2 separate regions of the Mus musculus genome follow, and region 1 is linked to region 2. Evidence: chromatin contacts called from public Hi-C data. All regions are on one chromosome and are shown on one strand. Each heading gives the region's core, a stretch centred on a gene start, on an enhancer-like site or on the middle of the called end of the contact. The rest is flanking DNA. Distances are from core to core; before and after follow the strand shown. Region 1 overlaps Gm30305 (a long non-coding RNA gene). Region 2 overlaps Hs3st3a1 (heparan sulfate (glucosamine) 3-O-sulfotransferase 3A1).

What was found. A called contact is a pair of places that touch in the nucleus more often than the background predicts.
Region 1: a Hi-C map of the N1E-115 cell line shows a contact between it and region 2, with 1.7 times the contacts expected there. The contact joins two enhancer-like sites. A contact is called at or near these places in 1 of 484 Hi-C or Micro-C datasets (the N1E-115 cell line) and 1 of 9 other capture datasets (embryonic stem cells).

What each region holds. Positions count from the first base shown.
Region 1 is chr11:64,668,025-64,674,101 of GRCm38.p6, forward strand. The region is part of intron 3 of Gm30305 (a long non-coding RNA gene); the gene reads right to left. Among named protein-coding and RNA genes, the nearest start is that of Gm30305, 48 kb to the right of the region's middle. Within about 2 kb of position 4,032, at least 14 of the 459 cell types and tissues checked have an H3K27ac peak or open chromatin away from gene starts, as enhancers often do. A contact at or near this core is called in the N1E-115 cell line, where this site is marked.
Region 2 is chr11:64,466,610-64,472,204 of GRCm38.p6, forward strand. The region is part of intron 1 of Hs3st3a1 (heparan sulfate (glucosamine) 3-O-sulfotransferase 3A1); the gene reads left to right. Among named protein-coding and RNA genes, the nearest start is that of F930015N05Rik, 33 kb to the left of the region's middle. Within about 2 kb of position 2,387, at least 33 of the 459 cell types and tissues checked have an H3K27ac peak or open chromatin away from gene starts, as enhancers often do. A contact at or near this core is called in the N1E-115 cell line, where this site is marked.

The DNA of each region.
Region 1 (6,077 bases), core at 2,782-5,281, 200 kb after region 2:
ATTAAATAAATTCATGAAATCATATCATATTAGGTCCATTGTCAAATGATTGAAACATATACTTTCCTCAGTACATGTAACGTTTGTGCTTCCCAGTTACTTACTTTCCATATGAACCAAACAAGAGGAAAATATCTATGTTTGAATGGTCATGAATTTTAAATGAGTATAGTTTAGGTTAAGTTACTTTATGTGTATTTGTAAATCTGGTAGGATAGGATTGCTAGTCATAAAATCTTTTTTTTAGAGAAATTTTTAAAATTTTAATTAGTTATTTTCTTTATTTACATTTCCAATGCTATCCCAAAAGTCCCCCATACCCTCCCCCCCTCCTACCTACCCACTCCCATTTCTGGGCCTTGGTGTTCCCCTGAATTGAGGCATATAAAGTTTGCAAGACCAAAGGGCCTCTCTTTCCACTGATGGCTGACTAGACCATCTTCTGATACATATGCAGCTAGAGACACAAGCTCTGGGGGGTACTAGTTAGTTCATATTGTTGTTCCACCTATAGGGTTGCAGATACCTTTAGCTCCTTGGGTCCTTTCTCTAGCTCCTCCACTGGGGGCCCTGTGATTCATCCAATGGCTGACTGTGAGCATCCACTTCTGTGTTTGCTAGGCCCTGGCATAGCCTCACAAGAGGCAGCTATATCAGGGTCCTTTCATTAAAATTTTGCTAGTGTATGCAATAGTGTCAGCATTTGGAGGCTGATTATGGGATGTATGCCCTGGTATGGCAATCACTAGATGGTCCATCCTTTAATCTCAGCTCCAAACTTTGTCACTGTAACTCCTTCCATGGGTGTTTTGTTCCTGATTCTAAGAAGGGGCAAAATGTCCAATAGTGACAGACAAGTAGACCAATAGAATAGAATTGAAGACCCAGAAATAAACCCACACACCTATGGTCACTTGATCTTTGACAAGGGAGCTAAAACCATCCAGTGGAAAAAAGACAGCATTTTCAACAAATGGTGCTGGCACAACTGGTGGTTATCATGTAGAAGAATGCAAAATGATCCATTCTTATCTCCTTGTACTAAGGTCAAATCTAAGTGGATCAAGGAACTCCACATAAAATCAGAGACAGTGAAAGTTATAGAGGAGAAAGTGGGGAAAAGCCTCGAAGATATGGGCACAGGGGAAAAATTCCTGAATAGAACAGCAATGGCTTGTGCTGTAAGATTGAGTATCGAGAAATGGGACCTTATAAAATTGCAAAGCTTCTGTAAGGCAGAAGACACCGTCAATAAGACAAAAAGGCCACAAACAGATTGGGAAAGGATCTTTACCTATCTTAAATCAGATAGGGGACTAATATCCAATATATATAAAGAACTCAAGAGGGTGGACTCCAGAAAATCAAATAACCCCCTTAAAAGATGGGTCTCAGAGCTGAACAAAGAATTCTCACCCGAGGAATACCGAAAGGCTGAGAAACACCTGAAAAAATGTTCAATATCCTTAATCATCAGAGAAATGCAAATCAAAACAACCCTGAGATTCCATCTCACACCAGCCAGAATGGCTAAGATCAAAAATTCAGGTGACAGCAGATGCTGGCGAGGATGTGGAGAAAGAGGAACACTCCTCCATTGCTGGTGGGATTGCAAGCTTGTACAACCACTCTGGAAATCAGTCTGGCGGTTCCTCAAAAAATTGGACATAGTACTACCGGAGGATCTCGCAATACCTCTCCTGGGCATATATCCAGAAGATGTTCCAACCGGTAAGAAGGACACATGCTCCACTATGTTCATAGCAGCCTTATTTATAATAGCCAGAAGCTGGAAAATACCCAGATGCCCCTCAACAGAGGAATGGATACAGAAAATGTGGTACATTTACACAATGGAGTACTACTCAGCTATTAAAAAGAATGAATTTACGAAATTCCTAGGCAAATGGATGGACCTGGAGAGCATCATCCTGAGTGAGGTAACCCAATCACAAAAGAACTCACATGATATGTACTGAGTTATCACTAATAAGTGGATATTAGCCCACAAACTTATAATACCCAAGATATAAGATACAATTTGCAAAACCCATGAAACTCAAGAAGAACGAAGATCAAAGTGTGGACACTTTGCCCCTTCTTAGGCATAAGATCTTAAGAATCAAGCAATAAACTTTAGTACGAAACACAAAATCTATAAAACTATATATTATGTCAAATTACAAAAACATGGTCATTTTAAACCAATGAGAAGCTTGAGTGTGTAACTGTAAAGAATCCACCCTTAGAGATATCTTTCAAGAGATGTATATAGCCCATCCTGGAAGCCATGTTCAGCAGGTTGTGTTGCTTGCTGGTATGTCATATTCTAATCTATGCTCTTGTCCGTGACTATGTTAAAATTTTAGATTTTAAAAAGAGTATTTGGCTATTGCCCCTCAACAGAGGAATGGATACAGAAAATGTGGTACATTTACACAATGGAGTACTACACAGCTATTAAAAAGAATGAATTTATGAAATTCCTAGGCAAATGGATGGACCTGGAGGGCATCATCCTGAGTGAGGTAACCCAATCACAAAGGAACTCGAACAATATGTACTCACTGATAAGTGGATATTAGCCCAGAAACTTAGGATACCCAAGATATAAGATACAATTTGCTAAACGCATGAAACTCAAGAAGAATGAAGACCAAAGTGTGGACACTTTGCCCCTTCTTAGAAATGGGAACAAAACACCCATGGAAGGAGTTACAGAGACAAAATTTGGAGCTGTGACGAAAAGATGGACCATCTAGTGATTGCCATATCCAGGGATCCATCCCATAATCAGCTTCCAAATGCTGACACCATTGCATACACTAGAAAGATTTTGCTGAAAGGACCCAGATATAGCTGTCTCTTGTGAGACTATGCCAGGGCCTAGCAAACACAGAAGTAGATGCTCACAGTCAGCTATTGGATGGGTCACATGGTCCCCAATGGAGGAGCTAGAGAAAGTACCCAAAGAGCTAAAGGGAACTGCAACCCTATAGGTGGAACAACAATATGAACTAACCAGTACCCCGGAGCTCTTGTCTCTAGCTGCATATGTATCAAAAGATGGCCTAGTCAGCCATCACTGGAAAGAGAGGCCCTTTAGACTTGCAAACTTTATATGCCCCAGTACAGGGGAATGCCAGGGCCAAAACGGGGAGTGGGTGGGTAGGGGATTGGGGGGGTGAGTATGGGGGACTTTTGGGATAGCATTGGAAATGTAAACGAGGAAAATACCTAATTAAAAAAAAGAGAAAAAAAAGAGTATTTGACTCATATATTTCTCTGTGTCTAGACCATTCCTCAGACATTACCAGGATCTATACTGTGAGGTGCAATGGTTGAGGTGAGAAATCTATTGGGGTCCCCACCTGAGGGACCCTCAGGAACACTTTGTTCTTCCTGAATCTGTTTCTTTTAGTATAATAAGTGGCATGATAGTGTCTAATTTCATGATTTTTTAATAGGCCTGAAACTCAGTCATTTAACATGAGTGTTCAAAAAGAATCCCAAAAACAATTTAAAAAAAAAACTCAAAAGAAACAAACAAAAAGAAAAACAAAACAAAAAAGAAAAACAAAACAAAACAAAAAAATCAGAAAGCTGAATACTCTTTCTTCAAAGGTGTTCTAATGTGCAAGATCATCACCATCATTGCTAACAGAAGAAACTGCTTCCAACAAACAAGAATTTTAAAGCAAGCAAGAGTACTGCCATGAGGCCATGGGAATTGCCCAGGAGGAGAGGGCACTATGGTAAGCAATTCAATCAGAAATTTCAATGAAGTACTGAACCACCTCTCAACACATCTCCACTTTTCAAAATGTGCACGTGTTGCATGGATCAATTGGGCAAGAAGCTCACAGCCTGTCAAGTTCAACTGCAGTTGAGGAATTGCTAACTGTGTCCTGGTCAGCCCCCCCTCGGGGGGGGGGGGCGCATGGGGAGCACCCCACACACATATGCACAGGCTTGGCCCAGACTAGCACTGCTCTGCAACTGATCTTCCTCCACCCCCTTAATGAAGTTTGACACTTGGCAGAGGCAGGGAGTTAGGAGCATGCTCATAATGAGCTCTTTCCTAAGAGGCTTTGAAGCAACATTAGCAACAGCAGCATTCCTCCTGCCTCAGGCTTCTCCCCATTATCTGCCTTGCTGCAGGGCTGGCAAGGCTGTAGTTAATTGCATGCCAAATACCACATTAGACCATATGACTGAGGGTGCTGCATATCATTGCCAAAGTTCGATTTAAATTCTTTTCTAAGCTGAGCTCCAGAGGTGTTCTGGACACTCCTTCCTGCTCTTGCGATATTCTGAGATCCCTGTGAGAACTCCAACCTTCATGGGGAGGCACTCCTCTTAGGGCAAGTCAGACAGGAACCATTATATTCGCAGGGTCATTCTAGAGTGCCCCTGGTGCTTAAGGAACACTAGAAACTATTCAAGAGAATGAGAAGGTCTGGGCACCGTATGATCCTGGGAGGGCATAAAAATGAATGAGAAGATGTTTATGTGACTCCTTTTGATGGGAGCTGAACTACATCGTATGAGCAGGACATAGCCATTGAGAAGGGAAAGGAAAGGACGTTCTAGGCAGATGGATAATGCATGTATGGTGAAAAGACTGAGGATGGCAATGGTCAGGTCATGTGTCTTATGAGCTAAGAGGCACACAAGAGAAGAGCGTCCTCAGTGCTGTTAACACTAGGCGACAGTTCTGACACAGCAGCCTTTTTGGGGCTTCCTGTAGTCCCCACCAGCTGGCTCTGTGTTGGGCAACAGCTTCTTGCAGACCCCTGGGAACGGTGTTTGTCCACTGTCATTATGATTTAGCTGAACCTCATTCCTCTCTGACCTATAATTCCTAGAAAGCATTGGCACAAGGCTTGAGCATTTGATTTTTGTGGCACGGGCACCGAGCGAGTGTTTTATGAAGATTAGATAAAATGCACGTATGCAAGAGACAGTGAGGAATGCCTGGGGCACCTTTGGAGAATGGCTGCTTTTAAGATGGTTTAGGGAGCAAGTGGCTGAAACTATTGTTGCAAAGCAATAGAAAGCACTGGCTCTAAAGAAACCCCACCACTTCTCCCCACCTACTTCTGTAGAAAGGAGTTAAAAGAGCTAAGGATAATTCTGATTTTTTTCACATGGAGAGAATTGAATCCAATGAGATATTACAAAAGGAGTATTAAAATAACTACTAGGCAGGAACGAGGGAAAAGGGAGAAGGAAAAGAGAAAATTTGAGAACGTACATGAGGGAGGAATCAAAACTCTAAGCCTTTTGATATCCTTTGCACAGTGCCCGATCACCTATGTCTCAGCCTCGTGAATGAACTCTCAAGAACAAGTTTGAAGTGTGGGTTGGATCCAGGCTCAGATTTCACATGGCAGTTATCTTCTGTATTTGAAATGCCAATTGGTTATTAAAAACACATTTCCTTAGCTTTGACTACCATCTAATAGACAGGTAACCATTACAACACTGTTAAACCCCAGTAAATACTGCTTATTGGAAACACATTTCTTTCAGCCCAACATTATGATTGTGCAGGGGTCTATCACAGAAATCTTGAAACTCGACCAATTTGTGCCAAAAACACAGCTCTTCCCTTTTGAATTCATAAGGCTGGGGCTACTGTCTCAAGCGGAGAATTATGGAATCTCCAGCAAGTGCCTTGCTAATGAATGCCGACTGCTTTGTTCAGAGTCTGGCAGTTTGTCTAATCACTCGGAATAACAACTGGAAGCAAGAGTACTCTGCACATTCCCAGCAGGTCTGCTCAGAGCATGCTGCCCACTTTGTGTGTAGACCAGACTGTTACTGGTTTAGACAGAGATTCCTAGCAGAAAATGTTTTGGAGGGGCAGATGGATCACTCTGTGGCTTGGGTGCATTTTTCTACCCAGTGGATCTAGAGTACTGTAACTACCTTCTTGGCCTTGGGCTTGGGCTATGCCCTGGAGTCCTGGACCATAACTCAGCCTGGGGCAGTATAACTGAGGAAGAAGGAAATTATTGGACTGTAGAAAGATAAAGAGATCTAAAGTTCAGTATTCTCCATTCTACCCCGAT
Region 2 (5,595 bases), core at 1,137-3,636:
GCTAAGGCTTAATGGTAGGAAACTATTAAATGCCTGCTTTCTATGATTAATTTGCTATGTTTCTGTAATATCAGAAACTTTCTGGTGTAGCAAAAACACCACAATTCAAAGTGAACAGTAGCCTTGAATCTAAGCCCTGGTGTTTGAGGCAGTGTTCATTGGTGTAGTATGGTATGGGACATGCACAGTTTGTGAGCATGCTGTGTGATCCAAACCAAAGCTTCAGTGAGGTTGTGTGGCTCAGTACAGGCCGGTGCTCCCCCAACCAGCTTGAATCCATTGCGTGTGAATCGATGTTGGACCCTGTGTGTCAAACATTGCTCTAATGAACGTTTTGTGAACCGCCATTATCATTTACCAGACCCCATATGAGGCTGTGACCCATAGTTTAAGGTGCTTGTGGGGTGTATGTAACTGTGAAGAGGTGGAACGGAGCTACATATCTAAAGTTGGCATTAGCCACAGCATGAGGCGCTGCTCTGGGGGGATGAATGAAACGTAGGGAGACAAGATGTTCAAAGTCATGCAGACTCATCTTCAGGAAAAGCTCTTCAGATTTTCAGTGTAGGCATGCATCCAAGTGCTTTCTTGCACATCAGTAATTTGGTTCATGCATTGAGCCATAATCAATAGTAAAAATGATGTACCTGGCACCAATACTCATAGGTGCTGTTCTGTGATATTCAAGCTATGTGCTTACTGCTGCTTGATAATATCTTATAAATGTAGTGTGTAGGAGGTTGTGCCAGGAGGGTCTCTGGAGGTCAACACAGTAACATAGTGGGAGAGTTAGAGCGGGAGGAGAGAGGGAGGGAAGAAAGAGAGAGACAGTGAAAGAGAGACAGAGAGACAAAGATAGAGTGACAGAGACAGAGAGAGACGGAGCTGGAGAAATAAGAAAAAGAACAGCCATGTTCCTTAAGGCACATATCCAGTAGTAGGAAGGAGGAGGGGACGCCTTTCAGTCCCATCCTGGGGCTCTGTGACCCTAGGGCAGGTTTTAGTGCTTTGCTGGGTTTTTCTGTCCTCTGGATTCTATCGATTTAGTGATCCTTAGAACCAATGAGTGTCAAAATGAAAGAACCAGCCAGACTTCCTTTGAACTGTATCTAGATGTATGCTTGTGTCATCACTGCACAGTGGTGCACAGTGCCTGGATACTGCCGCATTTTCTCAGTTTACCTGTATTCCTAACCCCAGTTTTTCTAAGAGAAATAACTCTGCCTCCCCTAATCCCAGATAATGAGGACCTGTGTGAGTGTGCGATGGTTTCTGTGGGATAAAATCGGTACCAACCCACACGACTACCCTTCCTGAAAGGGCAAAAAGCTAGCCTCCCATTGAAGGCTCCAGTTCCTGCTCTAATCCCTCCACTTCCCTTAGACTCCAACCTCAGTGTCCTTCGGCACCAGGCCAACCTGAAAGACAGTTGTTCACTCTATCCTGGGGATTTGGTGCTGTTGGGAAAACTTACTTCCTTCTGTCTCACAGGGAGGGAGGTGTCTGTGAATCCATGAAGAAACCAATAGGGGCTTCAGGTGCCATCGGTATTATGCAGGACAGTAGGCATATATTTTCCCACTATGTATGACATCCCTGGGAATCTGTGGCATCTTGATCAGGGTCCCATTAGGTCCCCTTAAATTCCTTCATCTCAAGAGTGAGAGAAGCCTGCAACTGGCTTTATTCATTTAAACACTGTGTGCACCTGGTATGTGAGCCCCTAGTAAAGAGAAGCTGGGGCCTTCCAGGCGTAGGAAGTTAGGGGAAAAAATCATCCTTTTATGAACTCAAATACTGTGCTGTCATAGGTAAATAGAAGATGGTTTATGGCCACAGGGCACATCGATCAGCTTCATAAATGCAGACCTCTGGAGCTCAGCTGGGTGCCTAGATATTTGACTCTTTGGATGGGGTTCTGCCCAGTGGAAATGCTTGCCAGTGATTTCCATCAATGTAGAAAAACAGAACTTACAGCTCATAAATCCTCTGCCTGGCCAGACCTGGGGATTGGGGATGGGCTGGGGGTGGTAGGACCTGGGGGGAGGGCCGAAGACGGAGCGTGGAGGATGTTAAAGGAGCGCCATTAGGATAATGTTTCCTCAGTTTCTGAATCTGTCTTTCACTCTGGACATTTTTATAGGGTCATTCAAAACCCAGGATGTAATGGTGATCAGAGCCAGAAGGGAGGGGGCTGCAGTGTCAGGAATTGGCTAGCATTACATCCCCGCCACTCTCTGTCCCTCCTGTGTGCCCTGGCAGCCATGTTGGTGACAGGATGTGAAATGTTTGCTGAATGGATTGGCGTGTCTGTCTTCGGGGGACACGTTTGTCCCTGCCCTTCTTGGCTTGTCCTGGCCATGGCTGTGTCTGTGTCTGACTCATCTCTTGGCATGAGTCATTAGCTTAAAAACCCTCTCCCAGACTGCCCAAGCTGCCTTTGACTAGAGACAGAGCTGAAGTTACTGCCCAAACATTCCTGCAAACATGGGGTGGAAATTGTGATGGGATGGGAGAAAGAAATGGTGGAATCCAATCAGTTATTTCTTCAGTTTTAGGGATTTGAAAGGGTCTGAACATCGATCCTTGCTTGCAGCTTTGCTGTCTGGAAAAGACATTTGCTGCATGACCCTGTCTCCAGTCAGGGGCCAAGCTCCTTGGCCTAACAGGCACATCTGCCTTCAGTGCCACCCAGTCCAAACAAACCATAACCTCGTACTGCTGTGCATATATCCTCTCCAAAACCCACCCATACTGCTGTGCATATATTCTCTTCAAAACCCACCCATACTGCTGTGCATATATCCTCTCCAAAACCCACCCATACTGCTGTGCATATATCCTCTCCAAAACCCACCCATACTGCTGTGCATATATTCTCTTCAAAACCCACCCATACTGCTGTGCATATATCCTCTCCAAAACCCACCCATACTGCTGAGCATATATCCTCTCCAAAACCCACCCATACTGCTGTGCATATATCCTCTCCAAAACCCACCCATATCTGGAATGTTGGCACCAGTAAAATGCACAACCCACCTCCCCTGCCTCCTCTCTCTCTCCACCCCCCCCTCTCTAAAATCTCCCACTGGAATTCCCTTGTATTTCCAGCTTTGTGGGATGTCGGATGACCTATAGCTAAAGCATTGAGGGATGGTCCAGGTTTGCTACATCTCAGAAGGAAAGATTAGCAGAGAGAAGGATTTTCCTCAGAGGGAAATCAAGTAGCAAAGGGCAAGACAAAAAAAAAAAAAAGAGTCTAGCATTCTTCCCCAAGATGAGAGAGTTAGAGATGGTCAGCAGAGGCCCACAGCCACAGTCAGCGTGAGCATCCCCTGTCCTCGAACAGTGCCCCCCCCCCCCCCCCCCGAGCTGGTTATTTATTGGAATCACCTGGAAGCTTAAAAACACTGTGGGCTCAGTTTCCTCCCGAGAGACGTGTATCTTATCCATCTCTAGGTGGGCCCTAGTGCAGATTTAGAAGCTCGAGAGGTGATTCTGTGGTGCTTGGAAGAATTGGGGCCTTTTGCCTGCGATGTGCGCTGAGCAGCTTGGAAGTAGGACACTTCCTCTCTGGTCTCCCACTGTGGGTCTCATGCTCACGGGCCCTGGACATTAGGCACTTCAAAGTTCTGTATGCATTTTACTCTACTAGAACTGGAGTTTGTAAAATAAATCAGTGATTTTTGTTCATTGACTTATGTAGTTGCTATCATTACACCATATGATAAGTGCCACTATGAGCCCTCATACAGAAAGAGTAATGTGACTACAAGAGGCCTTGTAACACTATGTTCAAACAGTCCCTGAGATCTACAGTTGGATCTGGGCCTAGACCATTATTACTATTATTATTATTATTATTATTATTATTATTATTATTATTATGTGTCTAGTATTATGTATCAGGTTACTTAGGGTTTCTATTGCTGTGAAGAAAGACCATGGCAACTCTTATAAAGAAAAACATTGGAGCTAGCTTACAGGTTCATAGTTTTAGTCCTATTAGCATCACAGTGGGAAGCTTGGCAACATAGGCAGATATGATGCTGGAGAAGAAGCCAAGAATTCCACATCTGGATTGGCAGGCAGGATATATATATATGAGAAAGACAGAGAGACAGAGACAGAGACAGAGACAGAAACAGAGACAGAGACAGATAGACCATGGGCCTATCTCAAGCATCTGAAATCTCAAAGCCCAACTCAGTGAAACACTTCTTCCAACAAAGCTGCACCCACTCCTACAAGGCCACACCCACTTCACTAATGCCACACCCACTCCAACAAAACCACACCCACTCCAACAAGGCCATGCCTCCTAGTTGTGGCAGTCACTCTGAGCCTATGGGGATCATTCAAACTACCTCACCAAGTCTGGTTTGAACCACTGTATTATATCAATGGGCACTTTATTATTAACTTTTCAACAATACATCCTTTTTTTTCCAAGGGCTATTTTTTGACATTGACATTTTCTAAGCGTTTTCATGGTAGTTATTTAGACATATATTTAGGTTTTGAGTGGTCAATTCTTTTATTTTCAGATCTCTGCATTCTCCAGTTCTTAAAAGAATGCATGAAATATATGAACTTTATAGACAACTTCTCACTACTGGAGGTGGAATGTATCGTCTTCAGGAAGCTGCAGATACAGTGTTTAAAGGAATAAACTGGTCTGTCACAGGGAAGCTGCTTGCCATGACCTTTGCTGTGACTCTGCTTAGAACTGTCAGCCATTCATTTCCATACTTGGAGTTTTATTATCTATTGGCTTTTGGTTTTTAAATTCTGTATTTGAAGCTTTAATTTTGATTTCTGTTTGTATTCTTTGTAGTTTAAACAACAAGGCATACTTTTAGCATTTAATTAAGATTTGCAGGTCCGATTGTTTTTCCAAAAGTTTTTTAACAAATAAAATTTCCATAGAACATACCATTTGTGAGTATACATTTTCCCTTACACCCAAACTTATTTCCTGGTGTGAAGACCTCAGCCCTTCTCTTCTCTTCTCTTCTCTTCTCTTCTCTTCTCTTCTCTTCTCTTCTCTTCTCTTCTCTTCTCTTCTCTTCTCTTCTCTTCTCTTCTCTTCTCTTCTCTTCTCTTCTCTCTCTCTCTCTCTCTCTCTCTCTCTCTCTCTCTCTCTCTCTCCCTCTCTCTCTCTCTCTTTCTTTCTTTCTTTCTTACAAGGAGTCTCTCTTCTAAAACACCAAATGTTGACTATGTGCTTGTCCCTTTGTCCTGTCTCAAGAACTCTGGTCAAGAACTCTGGTCTTGGTGGATGTTTTCAGACTATGAGCCTAGGTCTTGAGATCTTAACGTAGCTACCTGCCTCATGGGGCTGCCTGCAGCATCCCCCCCCCCCCCCAGCCCGTCTGCCCCTTACTTCCTGCATTTTGTCCTCCAAGCTTCCTCTGTGATATTTAACATTTAGGTGTTTTGTTTTGTTTTAACTTTTCTGTTTCAGTTTTTGTTCCTGATGGCACCTGTTTCCATACCATTTGCAAACTCCTGCCTTCCCGCCCACTTTTGCTCAGCCCGACTCATCTCTGCTTCTGGAAGAAGCATGTTTGTTTCTGTGAAGGCTTGGGC